3 separate regions of the Zea mays genome follow, and all the other regions are linked to region 1. A link is a contact called in public Hi-C data. All regions are on one chromosome and are shown on one strand. Each heading gives the region's core, a stretch centred on a gene start, on an enhancer-like site or on the middle of the called end of the contact. The rest is flanking DNA. Distances are from core to core; before and after follow the strand shown.

Region 1 (3,689 bases), core at 179-2,678:
CTTTACCCACAAGCCGTGTTACCCATTTGCCACGGGGTTGTATGGACCCCATACACCTCTACCAAGGAAGCAAGACATGGTAGCACTACGAGGCCTTTCCAAAGTTCCACTAGTTCGAGAATACTCACTACGGTCTCAAGAAGAAGGAAGCATAGGAATCCCTCGTCCGAACCGCCATCACAGCAATTCGACCCGAGAACCTCCCTATACTCTGCAGCGACGCCTCCGTTGCCCCTTTCGGGTAAGGTAATCTCTCCCTAGCTTTCCTAATTACTTAGCCAAGGGCGTCCCATCCACCCTTGTGGTGGCACTGTTTTCCCAGTGGTTCTCCATGTTCCAATTGACATGATGATCTTAGCATGAACAATTATTAAAACAACAATATAATTGGAACATGTTCATAATATAACATTAATTTCCCAAAACCTGGTAGAGCAATAACAAATCTACCCCATAGTTCATCTGTTTGCAAGGTGGGGGATAAACAATGTTAGGGAAACCTATTAGGTCCCATCAAATTGACCTGAGCATGTCACAGTGATTAACAAGGTCATTATTAGGTAAAGAAGAGTGATAAAGGGCACAATTTGCCTTAGACTCGAGATTCCCAGGTACCAACTTGGTCTTCAAGTGATTCGTAACCTCGCTGCTAGTCGCAACAATACAAACAAGCATGGTATAAGCAAAATTAACATCACACCAATCATGAGAACATATTGCATAATAATGATCTACACATCGTAACTATATCCTAGGTTCGAGAACCACTAAATTCGGAGTTACAGTTATAAAGTTATGATTTTTCGATGGTTTAAGTGTCTACTTAAAGCAAAGGACGTACAATGTTTTAATCATAGGTTTCATGGTAATACAAGGTTACTAGATGATAAACAATATTAATGTGAGATTAATGCAACTGGAATGGATAAAAAATGAGTCAAATTCATAGAGTTATGATTTTCCCAAGATTGAGACTTTATTTTTGCACTAAAAATAATTTCTGTATTTATTTTAATCAACTTCTCATATATCTAGACTGGGCCCTGAATACAGAAGAGCTCGGGGTTAAAACTATAAATTCCAAGGCCAAAGTTGAATTCCAAGACAAAAGTAAAAGCCAAAAGTCAAAAGCTAAACTGAACACACCCGTAATCTGTTAGAGATGCTATAATATCATTTAGGGAAAAAATAAAAAAATATCTAAATAAGTATCGGCTTTATTTATAGGATGAGAAAGTTAAACCAAACACACCCTCTCATAGGTTGAGGAAGCTGAAAAAAAAAGACGTTGGATGTCTAATTTTGTTACCCGGAGAAAAAAAAGGCCAATACAATTTCTCTCTCGTGTCTCAATACTCCATTTTGGCCGGCCCATAACAGCACAGAGGCCCGATCCATATATACTTACACGAAACCCCAGCACCTCCCATATAATTTGTCTCTCGTGCCTCGTTGCGTCTTTGTCGAGTCTAACCCTAGCGCGCGCCGCCACACCTGCCGTTGCTACCGCCCCGTACCTCGCTTGCTTTCCCGTCGCCGAAATGGTATGCCGCTTCACGCCTTCACCTCTTCCTCCCATTCTTCGTGTGACCTTGTTTGTCGTACAGCCGATGCCCAGTTCTGTCTGGCCGCTTGTTCGCGCGAGATCTAGAGTGCTTGACTTCGCAGTCCAGCTCCTGTTCGATATGTATTCGGCCAGGCTCAATAGTTTAGTTTTCGGGATTAGGATCATGTACAACAATCATACTTTGGATCAGTCGTTGTGTTCCTGTGTTTTCATGTAAATCTAAGCCCGTTGGTCGTAACACTGTTAGTCTGGAATAGCTCGCGCTTTAAAGTGCAATATATTGCTAGCCTGCTGCTAGGGTCATGCGGGTATTTGGAATGTGCTAGCCTTGAATATGCAATTTAGGGTGGCACGCTGCCTTTTGTGCATTATATGTTTGGAGAAGTTGCTATCTCAGGTTTCCTAGGGTGAGGCACAAACTGTGTAAAGCTAAAGGGTAAAGGCCACAAGACATCATCCAAAAACTGCTACAGTAAGGGCAGGAAGCTAACTATATGTTTCTACTCCACATTTAAGCCCTAAAGTGTTCTTGGTGATCTTGTTAATTGACAACATGTTGAATGTAAATTCCACACAGTATTTTATGAGTCCTTTGAGGTATGCTGTATGTGTGGTTTTCGTCCTTAGTGTTTGTGCAAGTTCTAGCAAATTGGAAAAATTCATTGTTAGTTTAGTGCACAAAGGCAAACTAGCCTGACACCTTTGCCATGCCATCAGTAGCCACTCCACTGCACCAGGCAGCATGCAACATGAAAGTAGTATCCAATGCAAAGCTTAGCCTTTGAACACCTAATGTATAAATCAGTGGCTTATAATACTTTTCTCCTTTGTTGATTTTAGTTATTATGCCTTTGCTTGTCAAATGTATATCGGGTAAATTCTCTCTTGCTGCTAGTGGAGAGTTAATAGCAACTAACTGACCTTAATGTTTTTTAGTGGTCTACATATCTATTGTTTAAGAAACTATATTTTTCTCTTGTTGATTGTTAAGGTACCTGAGTGTGTGCAATCTTTTATATTGATACTAACTTTATTCTTGAAAAGTTGCAGCTTTACACTTACCAGTTATATTGCATTGAATAATTTTAGTGAGCAGTTGTGATTTATTTTGTTTTTATAATGCCTATGCAGACGAAGCGCACCAAGAAGGCTGGAATTGTTGGCAAATATGGTACATGCTCAAGAAACATGACATATTTCCCAATATGTGTGTCTGGGATTTGATGTTAACCTTGCAAATTATACTGTTGTAGGAACCAGGTATGGCGCTAGCTTGCGTAAGCAAATCAAGAAGATGGAGGTATCTCAGCACTCCAAGTACTTCTGCGAGTTTTGTGGGAAGGTAGGTCTTCTGGTAGTTACCCACCCTGCTTCTGTATTTGAGTTTTTTTTTATCTTTATGTACTCGTTATCACCACTACTGGACTGTTATGAACTGTAAGCTGCAGACTAATTTTTACACACATGAAAGCAATCGGTCTTAAATATATTTGTCTGTTTATAAGTTCATATATTTGAATGGTTTATAAGATGTTTAGGCATGTCGAACAATGTTTCTAATATAGATGTGTCCCACTTTTGCTATGTTGTCTTTCCAGTTTGCTGTGAAGAGGAAAGCAGTTGGAATTTGGGGATGCAAGGACTGTGGGAAGGTCAAGGCTGGCGGTGCTTACACCATGAAGTAACTTTTTGCTGACTCTCATCTTGTGTTCCATAACCGTAATATTTTGTTAAGCATGGCCCAATTCTGTTTTCTGTATTTGCAGCACTGCTAGTGCAGTCACTGTCAGGAGCACGATTCGTCGCTTGAGAGAGCAGACTGAAGCATGATTTAGCTTGCTACATCAGGGTTCTCCTAGTTGCTGTTGTCGGGAATGTTGAGCTCCTCTAGTTGGATCACGAGACTGGCTAAAAGTTGGGTGCTAAGATTTGTAGTTGGTTACCGTTGTGAATTTCTCAAGTGATATTATCCTATGCTTGTCTCAATGACTCAAATTTGGTTGTGGTTTCTATGCTTTTGGCTGTGTCAATGGTTTGCCATTGTTGAAATTCAACCCTTAATGCTGCCTCTTATAATAAAAAGTTTTTTTATTGGTCTGGTTCAGAAAGCAAGATTATATAC
Region 2 (3,571 bases), core at 357-2,856, 520 kb after region 1:
CTTTTAGTATTTTTTGGTCTAAACCTGTTTGACATGAAGCACGCCGAGCTTGAGCCGGACTGGCCTGTTCTGACTCAATTCCCAGCACTAGGCCGAGCCACGCGCACAAGGTGTTCCTGTTTTCCACGCGTAAAGCGCGGCACATGCAATTGTTGGCCCATGGTGCACGTAACGTACGCGGCAGTGCAGCGTCACGCGCGCCCGGCACGGCAGGGCAGGGCAGGGCAGAAGCCCGTAGGAATTTTTCTCCCACTCCCATGTCCCATGCAGAGGCATGGCAGGTGTAGACTGCAGAAAGTAACCAGCCCACTTTCCAGTAGAGATGCCCAAACGGGCGGCCCGGCCCGACACGGCACGGGCCCGTCAGACCCGACGGTTAATCGGGCCGTGCCCGACCGGCCCGCGTGCCGCAGCCGCGGCCCAGACACGGCACGACGGCCTGGTGGTCGTGCCGGGCCGGCCCGTTTAACTGGTCACGTTCTCCCATTAATTCAAGGAAATAGCAAAAAAAACTATATTTTTGTGAGGTTTTGAACCCGCGACCTCACTCTACGAGGTTGAAACACTTAACCGAAGGACACTAACCAATATAACTCAAGTGCGTTTGTTGTAAATAGCTAATATAAAATGTAAATATATATATATACTATGTTTTATAAAATAAAAAATATATAATCGTGCCGGGCCGGGCCGAGACAGCGGCCCAAGCACGACACGGTTCTTGTACCGGGCCGGGCCCGGCACTATTAAACGGGTCGTGCTTCGGGCCGGCCCATTAGACACGGCCCATTTGGCCATCTATACTTTCCAGTCCCATGCTGGCTGGCGGCTGGCCCGGCCGGCAGTTTCCTCTCCTGGTTTGGCCGCTTTGTCATGGTCCAGCTCCAGCGGCAAGTGCGTCCCTCTATGTAGGCCTGGGCATTCGGTTCTTCGGTTCGGTTCGGTTCGGTTCCTCGGTTCTCGTAGAAATTCGGTTCTTCAAAAACTAGAACCGAAATAGCAAGATAAAGAAATCAGAACCGACTAGTTCGGTTCTCGGTTCTTCGGTTCGGTTCCTCGGTTCTAACTGAACTGTAACAGCCACTCTAAAATTATGATTAACGACAACTTTTGTGAGAAATTTCAGCAACATCTCCCCACAAACAACGACAAGTGCACAATAACTATAATTTCATAGATAATACATGGATGATTAGAGGTTCAACATAAGTCGATAACACAACATCCGAAGTTACAAACACATGTAACAAATTGAATCTAATACTTTTGGGTTTTTCGGTTCTTTCGGTTCTTTCGGTTCTTTGGAGTGCAGAACCGAAAATATCTCATTTATTTCGGTTCTCAAAAAACCAGAACCGAAATTCATAACAGTTCCTTCGGTTCGGTTAGTTCGGTTCCGGTTCTCGGTTATTTCGGTTCGGTTCCTCGGTTCCGGTTCTTTTTGCCGAGGCCTACCTCTATGGTCACCACACGAGGAGCTTCACCTCCGCGGGGCTTGGAACTGCAGACCGATGCATGCACCGCGCACAGACGACTCGGAGCGCCAACCAATCGTCCAATGCAAGTTGGTAGACTATTGTCTGATCCGCACCGTTGGCTGCGTCACATTCTCTACGCCTCGTGCTCCTTCCCTTCTACCGTTCGGCTGCGTACCCGCGTCTCCCCAGATCCGCTGCCCCGCCCTCTCGACGCGGCAATTCCTCGAACGCCCCGCGCGAGCCACGCCCTCGCCGCCCATGGGCTCGCTCCCGGCGCCGGCCTCGGCGGAATTCGCCCCGCGGCCGCGGGGGCGCGCCACGGTGGTGGCGTCGGACCTGGCGCCGCTCTTCTCCGCGCAGCGCCGGCACCTGGACCACTTCTTCGACCGCCTCGACATGGCGCAGGCGGCGGCGTTCGCGCAGGCGCTGCTCGACGCGCCGGGCGCCGTCTTCTTCACGGGCGTCGGCAAGTCGGGCATCGTGGCGCGCAAGACCGCGCAGACGCTGGCGTCGCTGGGCCTCGCGCGGGCCGGCTTCCTCGCCCCCGTCGACGCGCTCCACGGCGACATCGGCGCGCTCTTCCCCGGGGACGTCCTCGTGATCCTCTCCAAGTCCGGGGCCTCCGACGAGCTGCTCGCGCTCGCGCCCTGCGCGCGCGCCAAGGGCGCCTACCTCGTCTCGCTCACCTCCGCGGCCTCGGGGGATGACTGCCCGCTCGCCGCGGCCTGCGACCTCAACGTCCACCTGCCGCTGCAGGGGGAGGTGTGCCCCTTTGGCCTCGCGCCCGTCACCTCCACCGCCATCCAGATGGTGTTTGGGGACACCGTCATCGCCGCCATCATGGAGGCAAGGCGACTCTCCAGGGACCAGTACGCTTCCAACCATCCCGCTGGCAAGATCGGCAAGACCCTCATCTTCAAGGTAATCAAATCAACCACCTCTAACCCTAACATAAACAGGTTGCCGGCATTATTACAGTTACTTTTTTTAGAAACGTTCAATTACCTTGTGCCGACACACAGTGTGGGACATCGGATCGGATCCCAGAGAGAACCAGATGCTTTATCACTGCTAGGATTCCTTCACCGATGCATGTCGGTGGCAGGGGGGTCGGTTCAGAATTGGCTCTGGTTAAATGCTCAATACGATTCGATAGTGTTGTTGCTATCCAACCGACATTTTGTTTCAATTTGTGACTACGTATCGTGGTCTTTTTCATATGGAGGGGATCTTATTACTTGTCGTTTTCGCAGTCTTTTCATCGCTACAAGAAGAATACAACAAGCTACCAAAGCAAAGAAGAAAAATACAACAAAGTGCCTCATCATTTGTGTGCATTTTTTGTTTAATCGTGGCCACTGTCTTCAGATGCCATAGCAGAGGATGATAAGTTGGGTGTGCATAACTTGTCATATTTGAATGAACGCGTTGTTTCTGTTCATCTGCAATGTATTTACTGACTTCTAAAACAAGAGTAGATCTTGTCTCTTCAACCATCTGATTTCTGCGGGGCTCTTGTTAAATCGGCATGTGCAATATCTTGTGCTGCCACCCAGTGGGAGACATAGGATGCCAGATGCTTGTTACTACTAGGATTCATTTACTGTTTGCGTGTCGTCACTGGGAGTGGTCCAATAAATAGCCCTGGTGAAATGCGCTTTAGGATTGGATAATTTTGTCACTATCCATCCAACATTTTTTTTTGTTTATTGTTATCTGCAATGGTCCTTTTTATATACACATGCCAAGAAAAACAAAACAAAAAAGCACCTACTCATTTGTGTGCATTATCGATTGTCTAATTGTGGTAGTTATTAACAAGCTATGTAGCTCTGGGTGATGTGTAAGGCCAGCTGTTCATGACATGATATATTTGAATGGGATCCTTGTTCTCGTGCAAAGTAGTTACTGAAAACTGAAACAAGTTCAGATCTTGTCTTCCCAGTTATCTGATTTCTGTGGGTGTTGTTATTGATCCAGCATCAGCCTGTGTGTTATTTTCTTGTTTCTATAGGTGAGGTGTGTCTTTTAGACTTTTTGTTCTTACACAAACACCCTGCAGGTTAAGGATGTTATGAAGAAACAGAATGAGC
Region 3 (3,587 bases), core at 156-2,655, 590 kb after region 1:
ACCCAAGACACTATCCAGTGCATAGCTGAAGTTGACGCTCTCAAAGTTTATTTCACAATCAAATATTGACACATTTTTTTTGTTCTTAAAGGGCTCTTCACCTGAGATTTGAAAAAGGGATGGTGGGGCTTTCTTTCTGTGATTTTGCCGGCACACGGGAGGAGAAGGCAATGATGGCGGCTTATAGGCAGAAAGAATGGCCAAGGCGCTTCAAGGTGACGCGGACTGGACTAGATACATCTGTTACATTGGACTGAGAAAGAATCCCTAGGAGAAATGAAGCACCGACACTAACTATACGCGCTAGTTCGGGAACCCCGTTTTCTCACGAGATTTTTATTTTTCCAAGAAAAATTAGTTCATTTTTTTTAGGAAAATATAAATCTCTTAAGAAAATGTAGTTCCGAAACTAGCCCTACAAGTCTAACGATTTTCTCTTTTTTGTATCTGCCACGCAGAATGGATCCCATCTATGGCCACTGGCGCTGCAGAAGAGAAAAGAAGGGCGGTGCCCTCTTGAGCCCGGTGAGATCGCTGTGATCCTGCGGGCACTGGGGTACACGAGCGGCACACAGATATACGTCGCGTCCGGGCAAGTGTACGGCGGCAAGAACCGGATGGCTCCCCTCAGGAACATGTTCCCCAACCTGGTAGGCAGGCTCAAATCCACTTCAGATTGTGTCAAGCTGAAGCCAGTGATAACTGATAAGCCACTGCCGTGCATTGTGCATCGCTGCAGGTGACGAAGGAGGAGCTAGCGAGCGCGGAGGAGCTGGCGCCGTTCCGGCGGCACGTGACGAGCCTGGCGGCGCTGGACTTCCTGGTGTGCCTGCGGTCGGACGCGTTCGTGATGACGCACGGCGGCAACTTCGCCAAACTCATCATCGGGGCGCGCCGCTACGCGGGGCACCGCCTCAAGTCGGTGAAGCCCGACAAGGGCCTCATGTCCAAGTCCCTGGGCGACCCCGACATGGGCTGGGCCTCCTTCACGGAGGACGTCGTCGTCACGCACCGCACGAGGACGGGCCTCCCCGAGCCCACCTTCCCCGGCTACGATCTCTGGGAGAACCCGCTGACACCCTGCATGTGCAGGGCATGAGACGGGCCATCCCTCAGATCAGAGTGGCCGTCTGGCCGAGTCCTCGTCTTCGCTAGGCTACGACTACGAGTAGTCTCGTGCTCACTTCCATCAGCGCGCATTTCAGCGAGCATATGCTTCTACTAGTTAAACACCTAGATTTGTATGTATTTGGCTGGCCTAATCTGTAGTTTCACATAGATCACTTCATGCTGAAAATGTCTTGGACAAGGCAGTGAATGAAGATAACATCAGTAACGACCTGCTTTTCCAAAGCTCCTCTTGGATTTACCAAGCTGAGCCAAGAAATGGCTAACCTGAGTTTTGACTTGCAGCCTTGCAGGCATGACGTGGGCGACCTGAACTCGCTAGTCGTAGAGTTTCTTTCCACGCGGCAGCTCGGCAGAGCTACGCAGCCTCTCTGCCCGCCACGTTCTCCTGCAAGGCTGCAACTCGAAGCACTGAGAAGCTATTAATTAATGGATTCTCGAGCATGCGGCCTTGTTCGCTAAACCTCGCGCACAGAAACACAAGCGAGTACCAGAGCAGCTAGGAGTGGTCAGCAATGGCGCAGCTTAAAGCAGCCGCCGACGAGCAGCAGGAGGCGGCGCTGCACGGCGTCGCCTCCGGCGGCGGGAACGAGAGCAACAAGAAGGCGCGCGCGGGGCTCTGCGGCCTGCTCCGCGAGCGCAAGGTGGTGGACCTGGCGCGGGCCAAGCGGCGGCTGGTGGAGGTTCCCTACACCGCGACGCTGGCGCACACGGCCAACGCGCTCCTGGCAGCGCGCGTCTCTGCCGTGGCCGTGGCTGCGCCACCGGGCCACTGGATCGGCGCCGGCGGCTCCATGATCCTCGAGTCCGACCCGGCCACCGGCGCCGTCCGCAAGCACTACATCGGCATGGTGAACATGCTCGACATCCTTGCCCACATCGCCGAGGCCAGCGACGACGACGAGGCGGCCGACCTCGACCGCCGGATGGCCGTGCCGGTGTCCTCCGTCATCGGACACTCCCTCGAGGGCCTCACTCTGTGGACGCTCCACCCGAGCACCAGGTACGCCGGCCGATCTCCAGCTCACACTCGTATTTTTCTTCTTCTTCCTCGCATTGTACGCAATCTGCGCGTGTGCGACATGTTCGTTGCGTTGCGCCAGCGTGCTGGACTGCATGGAGACGTTCAGCAAGGGTGTGCACCGCGCGCTGGTGCCGCTGGAGAGCTCGGCGGACAACGTGGTGGCGCTGGAGCTGGTGGAGTCGGCGCCGGGGTACCGGATGCTCACCCAGATGGACGTGGTGAGGTTCCTCAGGGCGCACGGCGCGGAGCTCAGGGGCGTGCTGTTGCGCACCGTGCGCGAGCTCGGCGCCGTGAACGACACCGTGTTCGCCGTCTCTGGCGTTACCAAGGTGATCGACGTCATCAAGGCGATGCGGGCGGCGTCGCTGACCGCCGTGCCCGTCGTGGACGCCGTCGGTAGCGGTACAGAGACCCTTCAATACGTGAGCACTGCACGCGCCTCCGATCCGAACACGCCATCTCCTGCCGGATTTCCTCCTGTCTGAAATTCCTGTCGTGCTGCTGCAGGGGAGCGGGCAAAGGGCGGTCGAGACGTTCTCGGCGACGGACCTGCGGGACTGCCCGGTGGCGCGGCTGCAGGCTTGGCTGGGGATCAGCGTGATGGAGTTCAAGAGGAAGGTGGCTGAGTACCGCGCCAGCACCAGGCTTGTGGTCCCCGGCGCCGACGCCACGGACACTGGCACCCCTGTCGCCGGGTACGCCGACACCCCCGCGGCTGCCGCCGCCACTGACGAAGAGCAGAGCGAGCAGCAGGAGTCGGCGCTGGTGACGTGCTCCCAGGAGAGCACCCTCGGCGAGGCGATCGAGGCGGCGACATCGAGGCACGTGCACCGGCTGTGGGTGGTCGACGAGGAAGGGCTCTTGCGTGGGGTCGTGTCGCTCACCGACATCCTCCGGGCAGTGCGGGAGGCCGCGCTCGGCGAGGACCTGGAGCTGCACAGCATCGTGCCGTGAGCCCGTGGGCCGTGAGTCGTGACGTCCAAGAACAAGCTCGTAGCTGTTTCTGCCCATAGTGTCCGTCCACCTGTCGTGCTCCTGCAGAGGAGGGGGAAAAGGGCGATCGAGACGTGTTGGCGACGGCCGACCGGCGACCGCCGCCGAGCTCGTTTTGCCTTGTTGCTTTGTTTGTTATATGGCCCTGGCTCCGATCCGGGCTTCGTATTTCGTTGACAGGCCTTCATCGTGACGCCTTATTTTGCATCGTTTTATTGATCAACCAAAAATACGGCTCGTTTGAGTTCGAGCTAGAGCTTTAACGAGCTTGCTCGACTCTGACTCTCTTAAGCTAAAGAGTTACAAATTTAGCTCGTTTACAGAGTTAGCTTGTCTATGAGCTGGCTCGCTGGAGCAGAAAGTAATAATAATTAATTTCTAGTTAATTTTAAATTAATTTAACAATAGAAAATAAGCCGGAGTAGAAAAGTAATAATAATTA

Evidence for each region. Hi-C and Micro-C count contacts between places; a contact is called where the count stands out from the background.
Region 2: a contact with region 1 is called in a Hi-C map of tassel, with 3 times the contacts expected there. The contact joins the promoter of LOC100277365 here to the promoter of LOC100272307 in region 1. A contact is called at or near these places in 3 of 25 Hi-C or Micro-C datasets (ear, leaf and tassel).
Region 3: a Hi-C map of tassel shows a contact between it and region 1, with 2.1 times the contacts expected there. The contact joins the promoter of LOC103626636 here to the promoter of LOC100272307 in region 1. A contact is called at or near these places in 3 of 25 Hi-C or Micro-C datasets (ear, leaf and tassel).

The regions. Positions count from the first base shown.
Region 1 is chr5:83,206,728-83,210,416 of Zm-B73-REFERENCE-NAM-5.0, forward strand. It overlaps LOC100272307 (60S ribosomal protein L37a-like), which reads left to right and starts at 1,429. Exons shown (of 5, transcript NM_001317390.1): 1 at 1,429-1,544; 2 at 2,699-2,738; 3 at 2,821-2,909; 4 at 3,166-3,248; 5 at 3,334-3,650. The coding sequence starts at 1,542. The coding sequence ends at 3,397.
Region 2 is chr5:83,730,821-83,734,391 of Zm-B73-REFERENCE-NAM-5.0, forward strand. It overlaps LOC100277365, which reads left to right and starts at 1,607. Exons shown (of 3, transcript NM_001150949.1): 1 at 1,607-2,399; 2 at 3,541-3,571. The coding sequence starts at 1,737. LOC109939724 reads right to left here and starts at 276. Exons shown (of 3, transcript XM_020538038.1): 1 at 174-276. The coding sequence starts at 276.
Region 3 is chr5:83,795,867-83,799,453 of Zm-B73-REFERENCE-NAM-5.0, forward strand. LOC103626636 (SNF1-related protein kinase regulatory subunit gamma-like PV42a) reads left to right here and starts at 1,406. Exons shown (of 3, transcript XM_008647039.4): 1 at 1,406-2,131; 2 at 2,232-2,574; 3 at 2,660-3,382. The coding sequence starts at 1,644. The coding sequence ends at 3,106. It overlaps LOC100285167, which reads left to right. Exons shown (of 11, transcript NM_001367335.1): 9 at 92-215; 10 at 459-650; 11 at 740-1,353. The coding sequence ends at 1,099.